Regions from separate parts of the Zea mays genome. Here region 1 is linked to region 2. A link is a contact called in public Hi-C data. All regions are on one chromosome and are shown on one strand. The core of a region is the stretch at or near the end of the contact, and the rest is flanking DNA. Distances in the headings are between cores, read along the strand shown. Region 1 has its middle 11 kb from the start of LOC100194109. Region 2 holds the start of LOC100274169 (b-box zinc finger family protein).

What was found. A called contact is a pair of places that touch in the nucleus more often than the background predicts.
Region 1: a Hi-C map of ear shows a contact between it and region 2, with 3 times the contacts expected there. The contact joins the enhancer-like site here to the promoter of LOC100274169 in region 2. A contact is called at or near these places in 5 of 25 Hi-C or Micro-C datasets (ear, leaf and tassel).

What each region holds. Positions count from the first base shown.
Region 1 is chr3:5,224,570-5,230,046 of Zm-B73-REFERENCE-NAM-5.0, reverse strand. No RefSeq gene overlaps it. Among protein-coding and RNA genes, the nearest start is that of LOC100194109, 11 kb to the left of the region's middle. Within about 2 kb of position 2,011, at least 16 of the 20 cell types and tissues checked have an H3K27ac peak or open chromatin away from gene starts, as enhancers often do. A contact at or near this core is called in ear, leaf and tassel, where this site is marked.
Region 2 is chr3:5,109,226-5,114,497 of Zm-B73-REFERENCE-NAM-5.0, reverse strand. LOC100274169 (b-box zinc finger family protein) reads right to left here and starts at 1,722. Exons shown (of 3, transcript NM_001279637.2): 1 at 1,291-1,722; 2 at 611-1,186; 3 at 1-300. The coding sequence starts at 1,476. The coding sequence ends at 4.

The DNA.
Region 1 (5,477 bases), core at 762-3,261, 120 kb before region 2:
ACCGAAACAGACTACTTTGCCGAGTGCCGCCTTAGAAACACTCGGCAACGACATCTTTGCCGATTGCCACCTCTTACTCCGCAAAAAGAAAAGTCACTATGACGCAACAAGTGACGACGATAAAGCCTTTGCCGAGTGCCTGATTGCCTGGCACTTGGCAAAGGAAGCTCTAGTGGGCCCCCACGGTAGCCTCTGTGATGAGAGTCACAAGCTAGCACTCGGCAAAACGATTTTTTGCCGAGTGCCTGCCTACTTGGCACTCGGCGAAGGGAGCACCTGTGGACCCCTTTGCCAGTCTCTATGCCTAGTGCGTTGGCTGGTACTCGACAAAAGGAGCTTCTTTATTTTTATATTTTTTGTCGAGTGCCTGCCTACTTGGCACTCGGCAAAGAGCTAGACACTCGGCAAAACCCGGATTCTGGTAATGTATATTGCCTAATTTTTAAGACATTAAAATACACAAACAACTTTCCGTCATCATTCATATTATTTAGAGTAATTATAACTTTTCTTTTTCTCTTATTCATTCACTTGAACCCAACAAAAAAATGTAACTTGCATAAATTATATGCTAGATATATCTCATATTATATAAAACAGTAAAAAATGATATCATCACGACTCAAACGAAAAATACGAAAACGATCGGAAAACTAGCTAAATTATTTTCGTACCGTTTCTAATCGGTTTCCGAACAATTTGAAAATGAACGGGAAAAAGGTATTTGAAACTGTTGGGGACTTGTTCTCAAATGCTATGAGTTAAGAACAAGGCAACACAAAAAATGTTAAACGTTAAAGTCCTTCGTCCTTCGAAGCATTATTTCCCTTTGGGATACAATGATTTTCGGACGAAGGTTATGAAGGACTTACCTTCATAAACACAACATATGATAATGAAGAAGAAAACATATGAAATATAAAGGATAACGTAAATAATTATATATTATTACTCCCTCCGTCCCAGGATATAAGGCGTAACCACTTTTTATTCTTGTCCCACAATATAAGGCGTGCTCTCTCTATGTATACGTATATCGATGCAGTGGTATAGAGACAATTAAATGCATTTCTTGGTCTTTGAACCAGAGGTGGTTACGCCTTATATACTGGGACGGAGGGAGTATCAACTCATTTCTATATTATTATGGAAAAATAGAAATGGGATCAAATTACAAATGTACCTTCGGCTTAAAAGGAGGTAAAGGTACAAGCGTGACGCAAAAGCAAATGACCAGTCAGTGTCCTCGGTACGGGAGCACTGTTCACCTATTTATAGGTATGGGACACAGCCCATGTAAAATTACATCCATGCCCTTTACATTTGATAGTAATTCTATAGAAATCCACCGAGGTTTGAATAGACTTTTCATCTTTAAGTCGGTTTCCTTTTCTGCTATCACGCCGAAGCTTTCCTGCTCACAGCTTCGGCGCTGTATCAACCTTCGTATTCTTTGGGCTTCTCTCACTGTGGTACTGATTCGAGTCCGAAGATACCTGTTCACACATTATACTCCAGAAACATTGTTTAAATCATATTTTTGAGGACCTTCGGAAGCCGAAGGCCCCCCAACAGAAACAGGTAGGTACGGGATTTTCCCGTCTCGTTTTCATCCCTAGCCGGAGGACATGTCTGCAAGACATCCAAGGTCTAATGGTTAGGCGTTTGATCACTAGAGCTAAAATTTAGCCCATGTCATATTAGATGTTTAGATGCTAGCTATAATTATTAAATATAGACTAATTACAACACTAAGTACACAAATAATGCTACATTATACATTTGTGAATCATAGGTTAATTAGGCTTAAAATTTTGTCTCATTGTTAGTGTTTAGTTATGTAATTAGTTTTTATAATTAGATTATATTTAATGCTAGTAATTAATATTCAAACATCCAATTTAATACACGCACGGTAATAAACTTGAGACCCTACAAACACTGACGGAGAGAGGAGAGGACGTCACCGATACATCTACACCAAAGCCGCGAGCAGACACGACAATCTGGAGCAAGCTGTCCCAGGAGAAAAATCAAACGCTTTTATTTTTATCAGCCGGGAGTGATGGGTCCACCTAGTACTATACCTAGCAAACAGAGGAATCTATGCACGGCCGGGTTCACAAGAGAACCTTGTGACAGCGATTGTCATTATTCTTTGCATATATCTTCAGTTTAATTTATTAACATATTCTTAATTAGAGGCTGCTTGGTAAAGCTCCAGCTCAACCACAAACCCACATATGCTTAAAAATTCATTACGCGCATTATTTTAAATATCACTTACTGATTAAACACACATATACTTAAAATTTTCATTTTATCTAACAAATTTCAAATCCTGCATACATATACATCCTTGAGCTCGAGCTCTTTCAAGTTTCAACCATAATATTGTATGTGGTTTAATTTACAACAGGCGGCTACCGGCTACTGATGAACTGTGACGACATTTATTTCATTTGCGGGTGATCCGTGATCACAAGTTAATATTTACGCACGCATGCACCCTCTGCATGCAAGATTTATTTCTCTCATGCAGATCCATGGAATGCAGCATGCTATTTCACAATCACAACGATGTATATCAATCACAAACCCCAGCATATACAGTCTTGCGTGTTCATATATACACATACGCCAATGCTTGGATATGTATATACGTATCATCATCGTGCTGATAAACTGAGTATCTATGTCGTCGTCGTCGTCATATATGTAGCCTGTACGTCGTAAAGTTTGTCGCACATGCACGTACTGATGGCCATTCCGCAGCAACCAGAGCTAGGGCGCTGGTATAGATGTCCAAACGGGCCACCCGGCACGGGCCCGACCCGAACCCGATTCGGCCCGGTCCAAATAGTGCCGGGCCAGGCACGACCCGTTAATAGATCGGGTCAGGCCGTGCCGGCCCACGTGCTCAGCTGTGTGCCCAAACACGGCACGTCCATGTCTAGATCGTGCCGGGCCGGCCCGAAAACCCACCGTGCCTAACGGGCCGTGTCCAACACTGGCCCGCACTGTTTCGAGACCGGCGGCGTCAGCAGCAGGCGCTACTCCCTGCAGGCGTTCTGCTCGCCCGTGGTCATCGCCCTCTCTCCGCCGTCGTCTGCGCGGCCGTTCCAGAGCATGGCGTGCGACGTCGCCATCTCGTGAGGCAGCACGACATGCATGCATGGGGCCCGCGTGCCACTCGGATCGAATCACTAGCTAGCTAGTGTCTGTCTTTCGTGGAGGTGTGCAGTGCAGCCAGCCATGGTGCCTCGCTCTTCAATTTGTAGGTCGCGGTGGTGGTGACGGCTGCTGCGTGCTCTCTGCTGCGCAGCCACCAAATCAAGTCAGGCTAGAGCACTCGATCGACTGGTCGTGTACGTCGACTTTGTTTAGACTTCAGACGTGGCGACAGCGAAGAAGGTGGCAGCCGTGTACGTACGTACTTCTTGCCGCCGACAGTAACAGCCGGCGGCGTCGTCAACCTCGAGTGCAACCGCAGGGCTAGGCTGTCTGTGGCTGGCTTACGGGCCGCCACCGTGCCGGCCTGCAGCTCGTGCCGGGCCGGGCCATAGCACGCGGGCCTTCGTAGCCGTCCAAACCCGGCCCGCTTAACGGGCCGTGCCGACCCGAACCCGTTATTAACCGTGCCGGACCGTGCTTGGACCGGGCCAAAATCGTGCCGGGTCACGGGCCAAACGGACGGCCCGTACTGTTTGGACATCTATAGGCGCTGGTGACCTTGCTGGCTGGCGGAGGACGTGGCGGCGGCCGCCGGTGCCACCCTCGGGCTGACAGGTGAAGAAGGCGGCGGCGACGGGGGCGCCCAGCCCGTGGTCGACGGCGAAGCTGCGGGTGCAGAAGTTGTGGCGGAGAAGCGGCGGCTGGTCGACGGCGCCGCGCGCCGTCTGCTGGTAGAGCACGAACACCACGCGGTGGATCCCCGCCGGCGGCCGAGGGCTCTCGTAGCAGATCACCTCGCGACCTGCACGCGTGCAATATATATGCAGCCAATTGTTGGAAATAAACGCAGATCCTGGAATCACCCGTGCTAATTTGTTTGAGAGGTATAACTAATAATTAGTTGGTCTATTAGCTGATTTGTTCTAAACCTTCTAGCTAATTTTAGCTGCTAACTATTAGTTTTAGAGGTTTAGAACATAGCTTATTCTAGGAGTTGGAACGTGGTCTCGCCTAATCCTAAGATTAATTAGAACATAAGTTTTTATTCATCTGTTAGTCATATCCAATTAAAATAGATCTTGTGATCGATAAGAACCTTTAGATAGCTAGGGTTCAGCTCCGTGTCCCACATAACATCTTTAAATAAGAGGAGCAGACACATCTAGTGTCACTTCACATGACACAATCATACAATCGATCACTTCTACATTGGAGGGGTTTACAAAGGTTCGTTTCTCGTCCAAGCCAATGTTGATGGCATCCAAAAGGCTATGCATGCCTACTTATTCTAGGGCTCTTTTGGTACGCCAGCTGATAGCCCACTTTTTGAATCTTCTATCTTCTGTTCTTGGGCTCTTTTGGCCTTGTGTCTTGGACTTGTGTTGAGTATTTATAAGTCTTCAAGGAGTCTTTTAGATCTTATTTTGAGGTGTTGCATCCTTTGAGCCTAAGTCCAATCCACTTCACATTTTTGTGAACTACAAAACACAAACTCTTAGAAAACATTAGTTCACTAGTTATGTTGTTCATCAAACACCAAAATCCCTTAATGAAATGGGTTGGGTCTATTTTCCTTATAGGTTCATTCTATAATTTGTTTCAGTGTATACATTGAGGATTCTAATGAAGTTTTGATCAATTTATTAATTTTCAATGATTTTTTGAGTTAACTCTCTCTTGATATACATTGAGATTTATTTAAACATGGTATCTGATTAAATAGAATAACATGAAGTTTGATTGGATATTTTGTATGTCATTAATTCTAACCAACGTCGATTGGTTATGAGTTATTAAAGATATTTTTTGTTTTCTATTCAAGGATGATATAAATTAATGTTCTTAAGTATGTTTTAATTCTAACCCATGTTGATCCAACTTTATGCTTTAAGTTACATGTTTTCTATATAACATTAATTGCGATATTTTTATATAATTTTTTAATGAGCAATGTTGTGGGTCTCATCAGCAACATCGACCCCTTAAATGGCACCAACTATCCAACGTGAAATAATAATGTGTTAGTCATGTTTGGAGTAACAGACTATAATTACACACTATGTGAGGATAAGCCTATTACATCGGCAACAAATGCATCTACTGAATTGTCACCATGATCATTGAATTGAAGGCTTGAAACATTGTAGTATTCCATAAATAAAATTGATGGTATTTTTACACAAGTTAAACTAGAGCATACAACCCTACTCTTGATCTCGCTTTCACTGCTGATTCAGAAACATCCATCACTACCTATTTTCCGAACTTACAAAACATAAGTGGCAAATGATGCGCATACTCAT
Region 2 (5,272 bases), core at 473-2,972:
ACTTCAACATCTCCTGCGGCGCTTCGTCGGCGCCTGGCCAGCGGCGGTGGCGTAGCACCAGAAGGGGTTCTCCGGGGACGAGATGTCCGGCACGAACACGGCGGCCACGTCGGTGGTGGTGGCCGCGCCGTGGCGCGGGCCGCCCTGCCAGTGGAGCCCCGAGGCCGTGGGCGGGGAAGGGAGCTCCGGCACGGACCACTGGTGGAACTCCGGCACCTGCCCGAAGAAGTCCTGGGACGCGTCGGACGACGGCCGGCCGGCCGGCGAGCCGTCGGTGCTCCCGAGCTTCCCGCTGTCGGCCTGCCAATGGAAGACGGAGCGCTGTCAGGCAACAATATATAGGTGTATGCATCGTCAGATGTTCGAACTTGGCTGTGAACAGAGTTCGCTTGCTCTGTAATCAAAATTCAGAAACATGTATGACGCATGCAGTTGCCTAAATTCAAGCGAGCTTGCATCATGAACTAAAAAACTACGCTCAGTGATGACGGAGTCTGCTGCCGAAATTACGTTCAGGCAAAGTATACATGCAGATAGATTCGAAACGAATTTGCCAGCATCATTATTCCATTCAGTGGCCATTTCTGAGAATCGAGAACTGAGTGCTGACCTTGGACGTGTCATTCTCAGCGAAGGCGAGGCCGGCGCTGTACTCGGAGAAGCCAAAGAACTCGTCGAGCGGCCAGTCCGGCAAGCCCCCTGCAAGGCCGCCGCCGCCCTGGACGGTGAACGCCGCGGCGACCGACCGCCGGGGACTGCGCTTGGAAGAGGGCGTTCTGGCTAGCGCCGGGTCCGCGTGTCGGGGCACCACCGGCGGGGCGCCGAACTGCTCGTGGACGAGCGACCAGTCCGGCAGGGTGACGGCGACGCTGACGCCGCCGCCGGCGTCCGCGCCGGCCGCCCAGTCGATGTCGTCGTCGCTGTAGAGCAGCGCCGGGCTGCTGCCGTCGCCGGCCGCCGCCGCCTTCCTGTCGGGCGGCGGGGGCGTCTGGAGGGGTTCCGCGGCGGCGGGCGGGTGCGGGTCTGCGTCCTGGGCCGCGGCGGCGGGCTGCAGGCCGACCTGGACGCCGGTGAGGAGGAACCTGCGGTGCGCGGAGACGAAGGCGTTGGCCGTGTGCACGGCCATGTCGCAGGCCCGGCAGAGCAGCGCGCGGTCCTCCACGCAGAAGAAGTAGGCGTGGGCCTCCTGGAGAGCCGGCAGGAGGGGAGTCGTCAGCCGGCGGTGCGCAGGGCAGGGCAGCAAAATATCTTCTTTTGTGTGTGTGTGTACCACAGAGGCGCTACACGTACCTGGCATATGTCGCAGTTGGGCGCGGAGACGTCGTCGGGCGGGAGGAGCGGCAGGCGGTGGTGCTTGCCGGCGAGGCGGTTGGCGGCGTGCACGTCGCGGTCGCAGCGCGCGCAGAGGGCAGCCTCGTCGGCGCAGCAGAGCAGGCGCGCCTCGGCCGCCTCGCACGCGGAGCAGAGCACCTTCATGGAGCTGTTGCTGCGACGACCATGCACAGGTTGAGCTCGCGGCAGCGGGGGGAGGATGAGGATAGAAAGGGGAAGAGGGGCGATTCAGCTCGGGGGTGGGGGTGGATTAGCTTAGCTGCAGGCTGCAGGGGAAGAGAGAGTGGAAGGGAAGCTCAGCCGCCTAGCGGGGGCGGGGTTTTGTCAGGTGGACGATGGATCCGGCGGATGCGGCCGTCAGCGTCACGCACGCGGGGACGGTTGGGAGTTGAGGCGTGGCGGAGGGCGGAGGCGGGAGATATTATCGCGGGGGCGGGAAGGGAGGGGTCCGTACGAACGAACGGCGACAGCGGTAGATCGGAGATGACCGGTCGGTGGAGGCGACGTCGCGCGCTCCCATTCGCCCGTCCGGAGGGCCAGGTAGTACTGGTTTCACTCTGCTGTCGTAGCTGAGCTGGGGCCTGGGGCCCGGCCCTGCCAGCTGCTCGCTGGTCGGCACGCGGCGTGCCGGCGGCACGGACATCCACGTCGGCAGATCTTTTACCGCAGCCCGAAGCCGGATGGACAAGAAATAGCTTTTGAAACTTTTGAAGTTAAACAAATAGGTTGCTAGGATTATTTAAGTTAAACTTTTTATAACTTAATTGAATTGCTGAAAAAAACTATTAAAATTTACGACATCGAATTAATATCATTCGATATGTACGATATATTTATTTCATTTGTCGAAGATGATGAATACCGATCGATGTGTATCTATCAAAATTTCCGCTTGTGATTTTAAGGCATGTACAACCCTGACACTGGTGTACGGTACTCTAAGGGTCTGTTTGGTTGGGCTGTGGCTGTGGAAAAAGTTGCTGTGGGCTGTGAGCTGTGTAAAAAGCTGCTATAGGCTGTGTGCTGTTAAAAAGCTAAAAATCGTTTGGTGGAAATCACTAAAAGTCGTTAAAAGTTCTTCGATATATGTTTTCACAGTTCCATCCAAAAGCCACTAAAAGCAGGTCCAGGGGTGCTTTCAGTTTTGCACTACGAGAAAGTCGGCTTTTAGAAAAAGCTGCTTCCTGGATCCAGCCCTTTGGTTGGCTTTTGGCTTTTAGGAGGCAAAAGCCAAAGCCAAAAGCCAAACCAAACACACCCTAAGTATAAGACACAGCTAAAGGTATGTATAATTAGTGTTTTGAGCTATGTCTTTGAGTGTATTTAAGTGGGTGTGTAAAAAAACTTAAGACACGTCTCTTGACGAAGACACTATGTCTTAGCTCTATGCTCGAGACAAGAGACTAGTTGATTAATCAATTTAATTTATGGAATGGTCTGATTGGTGTAATGTATATATAAGACACATGTTTTAAACACACCCAATGTATTATACTGTGTTTTAGCTGTGTCTTATACTTGGAGTACCGTCAACAGTGTTAGGGTTTACATGCCCTAAAATATAATATAATACAGTGGGTGTGTTTAAAACATATGTCTTATATATTCATTATTGCAAAAATTAGAGCATTTAATAAATTAAATTGATCAATCAGCTAGTCCTCTGCTCGACCATAGATCAAAGACACGGTGTCTTTATTAAGATACATGTCTTAAGTTTTTTTTTTACATTTATCATCTTAAATAGGAGTACGTTTGAAGACACCGCTCAATACACTCAATCTACATGCCCCCTTGTTTCTTCGTTTCCAGGGAGAAGCATAGTGGTCTCCGCACCGCACATGCACATAATTAATGCCGCTTCGTACTCTCGTACCAGACTAGAGCTAGCTACAGGAAGCGTCGATGCAAAGCGAATGCGCATGTGATACTCGAGGAACAATATAGTGTGACCACACATCCGGGGCCCATTGGTTTATCTAGATAACGGTCGGCCCGCCCTAGAGATCCTTTTTAGCAAGCGTAGCGTGGCCAAACGTACGCTATGTCTCATCATATGATCTCATCTAGCTAGTCATCTTTTATAATAATAATAATAATAATAATAATAATAATAATAATAATAATAATAATAATAATAATAATAATAATAATAATAATAATAATAATAATAATATATAATATATAACTAGGTATATGCCCGTGCGTTGCAACGGCGTACAAAATATTTCACAAAATATGAGTTTTAGAGCAACTCTAACAAATGTCTTAAACATGCTCGTTTGTTATCTAGGAAGTGGATGTGAAATCAAATTTTATAAAAGCAAGCAAAACAAAAAGACGACCTTGCGGATGACACAGATGACGACACCCACTTCTTCCTCCTCTCCTTCCTCTCCCCCTCAGCACGTCCGAGTTCTCTTGCCCGAGTCTCTTGTCGTAGAAAGATGTCAATGGGCGTAACACTTCTTAGCTGCTTGAATTCTGCAATGGATTAACACTCAATAAATTCAAATGTGATATTATATGTCCCCGTTGCAACGTATGGACACTCACCTAAATTATGAATGCTCGATATACTGACACGCATATACTATGCTGGCAATGAAGCCGTGCCCCGCCCATTGTTCATATAAATACAACAAACAGCCAACCAACTGAGATTGAGAGGCTCACTTCATATATAATGCATCAAGTGAAAGCAGCAAAATTTCAAAAGCAATGACCACGAGGTTGCAACCTAAAAAAACCCCAAAATCACAGGCACTTGCCATGGACTTCTACGAAGTCCACCAAAAATAAAAGGCGTTTTCTGACGAGTTTTGGATAGAAGACTCGCCAGGCCCAAAATATGATTTGGAGGTCATGCGGCCCGCCCTTCAGGGCTACTTCACCATAATTACACCAACCCAGAACTACTCGACCTGCGGTTCAGTTCATTTCATGGCAACAGAACTGTCGATGACGGTCCTTCCTGCAAAGGCCACTTCAGCAGTAGAACATGAACTGCTTGTCGCTCTCCATCACTTTTGGCAGCTGCTTTACCGGAACAGCGCCATCTTTCATGCGAGAGCTCGCCACTGAAGACGACCCCTGGTCGGAGAGGTCATCGTCCATGTAGTGGCGCACACGGAAGGCCGCCAGGTGTGCGTAGTACGCCGGGGGAACTGTATTATGCAATAACAACACAGTGCAACTGAATTGGTCATCCATGAACAGAAAGGAAACAACATAGAGAACATGGAGGATAACACCAGTAAATTTCACAGTATATGTAAAGTAACTTGCAGACCAGTTACTGACCTATAGAGACTGATCGAGTGCATCGCGCATACCTGAAAGAAAGCCAGATCAACATCTTGCTACCTTGATCATGTCTAAATATGATATCTAAATCACAGAGCAGTAATATAAACAAACATGTAATCTAAATATTTATGAACAACGTCGATAAATTGAAGAAGTCATGGTCAGATTGGACTGAATTAGCCCAAAAAATTCAAGCAAACCATGTTTGTCCCTCTGAGGTGGTCTCTGTTCTATTAGATCTTATGGAACTGGATGCTGCAGGCTTTGAAAGTGTAACACCCGGTTTTAAGGGACAAAGCCGGGTGCATCTCATACATGCGCCAAAGAAGACAACATATATAATAACAGAGTGTATAGAGATAAATGTCACAATAATCAGAGTATTTATTACATAGCGAAAGACTTACAAAAATAAAAGATAAATATAACACGAACTAAGGATCGTCGGCGCCAATGTCAACTGAGAAACGCCACCTAGATCAGATCATACTCCTCGCCTTGTGGCTCCTCCTGAACCACCTGTTCTTCTCCTGTGGGGGGGTGTGAGACAGCAAGAGTGAGCTCACATACGTTCATAGCTCAACAAGTCGTGGGGAATAATGTGGCATGAACTCACCAAAGGTGGGAGTTC